Regions from separate parts of the Rattus norvegicus genome. Here region 2 is linked to region 1. Evidence: chromatin contacts called from public Hi-C data. All regions are on one chromosome and are shown on one strand. The core of a region is the stretch at or near the end of the contact, and the rest is flanking DNA. Distances in the headings are between cores, read along the strand shown. Region 1 overlaps Tmem108 (transmembrane protein 108). Region 2 overlaps Tmem108 (transmembrane protein 108).

Region 1 (3,006 bases), core at 492-2,991:
TCCCAGGGGCTCACTGGAACATTCTGTACCCCAGTCCCCATCACCACTGGCCTCGTTGGAATGATCTCCAGACTAAGGTCAGGAGACGGCTTCTATTTGCAGTTGGCCTCATCTGCTTTGGCCAGAAAGAAAGACTTCCAGTTTGGTAATCATGCCTCCAAAAGTACCTTTTAAAAAGCCATTGACACATGGAGGGGGACCGCTGAATTGGGCTAAAGTGGATTTCAGAGACTGGCCGGCGTCAGACTGTTCACGTTTTGTGGCTGTGTCTTTCCTTTTGTCTCACGGCCCTTCCTTCCTTCACTGGTTGAAGGAGGGGAAGGGGCAGAAAGGGCTGCGAAGCCCAGCGTGGATACGACATTTCTGCTCTTTCCCTCTGCTCGGAGACACCATGGCCCGAAAGACACAGCTGGCTGTCACAGATCCCCTCCCTCCCTCCCTTCCTGGCATCTTTATTCCTCACAGGCACATCAGGGGACATGGCCAGGGCGACTGAAGTCGGTAGAGCCAAGTCTCTGAAGACACAAACACTTAGGAAGTGAGAAAGGGGGGGGGGTTTGTTAGCTCTGCTGAAGTGGGAGTTGTCGGGGACAAACGGTCACTTTTCGCCTCCTGGCCTGTGAGGGTATCTGACATCACACAACACACTTCAGTGCCACAGACAGCAAGCAGGGTGTCGGGGAGAAAGATGTCCTTAAAAGCCACATATGGGGGGGGGCACACTCTGTGATTGGACCCGCTGAGTAGTCACAGGCAAGCAAGCAAGATCAAAGAGACAGAGGTCTTAGAGACTGAAGGATGTGAAAGTTGGGATCAGAGCCCAGACATCAACACACTACTCACAAGGCCTGAGTAAAGATGCATAACCTCTCGGCCTCTGTGCAGGCCAGACGAAATCCTGTGCGCAGCAGAATTCTGCCCAGTTCCTGGCAACTTTTCCCCACGGTTACTCTTAGTTTGAAAAGTAGGGAGTAGAAACCTGAGAGACAAACTTCCCGAGGCCTTGCTGATGAGGTGTGCCTACTGCTATGTCCCCAGCGCCCCGACTCAGAAGCCTGAGTCTGCGGAATGTGTGGAGGTCCTGTCAGTGGGAGACTCGGCGGCTTGCATCCACTTCTTTTGGGAACTTCCTAGCGTTTCCCACGTGTCATCTCCTATAAGGGAGATGGGAAAAGGGACACTGGGCTCTGGGACTGTGTGAGGGTCTCTAGTTGTGTTTAGTACTATAACCTCGGTCTTTTGACCATTCATCCAAGAGAGAAAAGTGCAGCTTGGACTCAAGGAGTCTAATATGCTCTCAACGCCATGTACTTTATAGGCCTCTTCAGACTGCAGGGTCACTGTGTGAGAAAGGCAAGAGTGCTCTTCCCGGTTCAGAAGAAGTAACTGAAGGTCACTGACGTTGATCGAGATCACCCAGCTAATTATACCGCCATGACCACGGGTTTCGGTAATCTTTGAGTAGATGCTTATTGCCTCCAGTCCCTCTTGAACATTGGAGGGACACGCAGTATGGCCTTGGAAGCCCTTTGTAAGCTGCACAGTGGCTACAAGGTGTGAGCCACTTGTCCACTTAGCCAAAGAATCAAGTGCTCTGTGTTTCCAAAGGTAACAGCCCCAAGACTACACGGAATGAATGGGGGAGGGGGGCTCTGTCCCGCAGTTCTAGAACAGCCCTGAGAGTTAAGCAAGCTCTCGTGGCTTTCCCAGTAATGAGTCTTCTGTGACTCATCAGATGAGTGACAGGAAGAAAGGTCACTGGTACGAAGCTGGCACCCCGTGTACTGTGTTCACACCACAGGACTCTGTGGGTTCTGAGAAGCGATCAGAGCCTGTAGGTTCCCCCAGAAGAGACGACCTTTCCAAACACCTGCTGCATTGCCAGCTGCTGGGCCTGTCAGAAAGTGCACTGTGAATCCGCACGGGATGAGTGATAGCCACCCCTCCTTACTGAGCTCCTTCCCCACGGCAGACCCTGGTATAAGACCCTAAATGCATCTTCACTGACTTTCATGGGTCTTGGAGGCAAGCAGGAGTGGTGGCTCTGCCCAAATCCTGCTGCTCCTTCAGAGTCACCTCCACCCCTGATGTCTGCACCACGGCAGGGCCGGCAGAGCATGCGCAGTCCTCTCTGTGCCATGCTTCCGGGATGCCTGCACCTTGAATGACCACTGCAGGGCCGGCAGAGCATGCGCAGTCCTCTCTGTGCCATGCTTTCTGAATGCCTGCACCATGGATGACTAAGGCAGAGCCCGCAGAGCATAGGATCCCTTGGGATCCCTCTACAGCTCAAGGCTCCCAGCGACCCAGCAGAAACACTCGGACATTTCCACCCTCTATCTCCCATCATCCTCTCTGTCTCAAAGCCCGCACTGCTGCTATGTAGGCTTGCCTCGCTTACTCCAGCTCTCCCCGGGTGTTTTATAGTAGAGCTGCCTGGCATGCCTGCTACGGTCTTGGCGTCTGTCTCCTGAATGACCTGAACTGACACAGCAGACGTCTCTTTCATCCAAGAGAAGAGGTGCGAATGCTGGTGAAGTCCACAGTTAAGAGCGGCGAGGGCTGGATTTGCGGGCAGGCGTGGTTTGATTCCACAAGCCAGGTTTAGTGCTGCGGGGTACTCCATAAAGGATTTGAGTGACAGAAGACAGGGATTGGGGTAGGTTTCAGGTACTGGGCTGGTTATAAGGCCGCAACTAAAGGGGTTCAGTGTCTGGCTCCTCAGCCTAGCATGTGGGGGTTAGGTGTTAAGAGGTCTAGTTCTATCCTGAAGACCAGAGATAGCTATATTTTAGCTTGAGTGGGTTACAGCCAGAGTGACAATTTATGGACAGCCCTTGTTCTCACCTCCTCCCATTGGCCCATAATTCCAAAGAGACCACCCACCTCGCTACACTTCCCTTTTCTGTCAATCTTTTCTGCTTCACAGTAAGAATCAATCTAACCTAGGTTTTCTTATGTGGTAATGAAAAAGTCTTAAATCCTGCGCACACCCATACAATGTAC
Region 2 (2,982 bases), core at 175-2,674, 190 kb after region 1:
ATCCATTTGCTGCTGAAACTCCATTCTCTGCACCCTGAACTGGTGATCTCTCTTCTCATTCAGAAGTTAGGAGTCACAGTTGTAAAAGCCCACATTCAGAAAATGTCACAGGAGTTCTCAGACGGCATCTCCAAGAGGAGCAAGTCTGCTCTCAGTAAAACCAGCCTGCTATTTGTCCTGAGCACAGGTTAAACCTCTGTTACCAACTAGATCTATTCTCTGTTCCACCAGAGCTGGCATTATCTCTGTCCCCAAACAGGAACAGACACCCCATCTTGTGCTCATCATCCAATAGGGTCCCCAGGACCGTACCCTTCAATCCTCTGTGCTTTACCTGGGAGGTATCATTTGGAGAATTCAGATTTCCTCTTTGCTATCATAGCTTTGACTTGGACAGCTCCCCAGCTCCCCTGACTTCCCCTCCATACACCCACCGACTCCCTCACACCCTCCATGAGGTCATACATCCCACCCCTAAATAATGCATCTAATCTTGTAAGCCCTCCTGCTTGAAAGATGCCCCAATTCTCTGCTCCTTTTATTTAGTGTTTAAAGTTCTTTACAACCCACAAGCTAGCTTATCTCTTTAGATCCATCTGGCACCAAGTCATGCCTAAGCTCCAGAGAGTTGCCAGGAATGATGAGTGTTCTGTGAATGCTTTCACAGCCTCCCATTATCTTATACACGTGCACGCACGCACGCACGCACGCACGCACGCACGCGCACGTACATACACACACACACACACACACACTCTCTCTCTCTCTCTCTCTCTCTCTCTCTCTCTCTCTCTCTCTCCTGTCCTCTGCATTCCCTGCTGTGAAGCCCTTCTGCTCTCAATGTTTCCTCCTGACCTCTAATTTCATACTTAAGTTGCATTGTAACTGTGTATGTTATAGGAGCATGTTTTATCTTTGTATCGCTCACTGATAAGTACCATAAGGTTTACTGTAAAAAACAGAGAGAGAGAGAGAGAGAGAGAGAGAGAGAGAGATCTACTTAAGGAAATCTAAAATAGATATTTTAAAGCAAAGTGAAAGAAAGAAAGAAGGAAGGAAAAAGGACAAAAAGGAAAAATGATTCCAGAGGGAAAATAACAGTGAGAACATAGTATACAGATAGGTATTTAAAGATGTGCAATTTGTGGCGGAAAAATAAAGACACTAGAGAGATTTACATTGTCCTTGCATTGTAGAGCATGAAAAGTAACATGCCCATTAAACAGAGATGTTTTAAGGTGTGCTCCAGGGGAGCTCAATTTTACATGACTGAGGCATCCCCAACATGACTGGCCCAGAACATCCCTGGTTAGATTTTTCTGCATCGTTTCCCCACAAATTCTAAGCAGATGAAGTCATTAGAACAGTATGTGAGGCTTCCCGCCAGACCCTGGTGCCAGGCCCTGCCTGACATAGTTTAAGACCCACCAGATGCATTCCACCCAGAATGGTCCTAAGCAATACACTACTCCTGGCGACCGGAACTACGGGACCCAGATGGTCTTGCTGCCGTGCAGGAACACACTTCTGTTAGAAAGTTCCAAATAACCTGAACTCTGTCTAAGCCTGGGATGTCCGCCTACCTTTCCGCAGCTTCATAGCAAACTGGAGCTACTCCCCAGATTATTCGAGAAACAGTATGAGTTAAATAGTGAGGGCAGCTTCTAAGGGGTAGGCATAATGCACATAGGCTACCAAGTAGCTGGGAAAGTTAGAATAAGGAGAAAAAACTACCAGTCCAAAAGGCAGCAAGAACATAAATATATACAAAATATTATTTATTAAATTATATAATAAATATATACAATTAAATGTTTTAAGAAGATTTATTTATTCTATATATGGAAGTATTACTCTCATAGGATACTCCAGAAGAGGGCATCGGATCTCATTACAGATGGTTGTGAGCCACCATGTGGTTGCTGGGATTTGAACTCAGGACCTCTGGAAGAGCAGTCAGTGTTCTTTATTGCTAAACCATCTCTCCATCCCCCTAGTCAAAACATGTAATGGTAGTATACAAAGGTGGGGCTATTACTCCAAGGCAGTGTGCTATCTAACATGTGAGGAGCCTACATTCAATGCCCAGTACTGAAGGAAAGAAACGAAGCTGAGCAGAGAGGAAGATTAGGAGTTCAAAACCAGGCCTGGCCACACGGTGAGTTCGAGGCCAAACTGGGCTATGTAAAAGTGTGTCTCAAAATAATGGTGATAGACGATATTGAAATATATTAATTTTAATAAGTGCAAATAGGAACAAACATCGAATAGAATTAAATAACCTTGATGAATAAAAGGTATAGCAGTGTGTTGCATGGTACACTTAAATCACAGAGAGGGTCTAATCATGAACCCATAGGAACCCACCAAGATTCCTTCCAAACACACAAGTCAGAGAGTGGCAAGGAAAAGGAGAAAAAAATACTTTCTCTCTCTTCTCCTCAGTACCTTTGAGAGCCAGGATGGGGGTGGTATTTCCCATTCGAAACAGTCCTCTGATTCTGTGTGAACATCAGCTGAATGTCTTACCGTTCTAGTCAACCCTGATACTGCCTGGAGTCAGCATTTGATTCTGTAGGTCGAAGGACCCAGTATCAACCAACCACTTCCATTATAAGTGCCAACCACAATTCCCAGGTTTCCCCAGCACCAGGGACAAACTAAGGATCTCCACAATGCTGATACTTTCCCAGAGCTCAGGAAGGCACACTCCCTAACATTTACTAGCTCACTGCAAAGGCTACGGTCAGAAAGCATCAAATGCGAGAAATACGTAGGGTAGTAAAAGGGAGTATGCTTGCGTAGATTAGATTTTCTCTGCCACTGTGCATACACCAAATATTGCAATTCATTCACTAGGATAGAAGCCTCCTGAATCTCGTCTTTAGGGAATATTTTAATGTAGGCATGATATAGGCTTACAGATTTATTAACTGGGTCTCCAACCTTTCTCTTTTCCAGGGTATAAGAGGCAGGGCTGAA

What was found. Hi-C and Micro-C count contacts between places; a contact is called where the count stands out from the background.
Region 2: a contact with region 1 is called in a Hi-C map of the A7r5 cell line, with 5 times the contacts expected there. The contact joins two enhancer-like sites. A contact is called at or near these places in 2 of 12 Hi-C or Micro-C datasets (the A7r5 cell line and mammary epithelial cells).

The regions. Positions count from the first base shown.
Region 1 is chr8:112,952,305-112,955,310 of GRCr8, forward strand. All of the region lies in intron 4 of Tmem108 (transmembrane protein 108), which reads right to left. Among named protein-coding and RNA genes, the nearest start is that of Bfsp2, 12 kb to the left of the region's middle. Within about 2 kb of position 1,742, at least 7 of the 93 cell types and tissues checked have an H3K27ac peak or open chromatin away from gene starts, as enhancers often do. A contact at or near this core is called in the A7r5 cell line, where this site is marked.
Region 2 is chr8:113,145,102-113,148,083 of GRCr8, forward strand. The region is part of intron 2 of Tmem108 (transmembrane protein 108); the gene reads right to left. Among named protein-coding and RNA genes, the nearest start is that of Tmem108, 92 kb to the right of the region's middle. Within about 2 kb of position 1,425, at least 7 of the 93 cell types and tissues checked have an H3K27ac peak or open chromatin away from gene starts, as enhancers often do. A contact at or near this core is called in the A7r5 cell line, where this site is marked.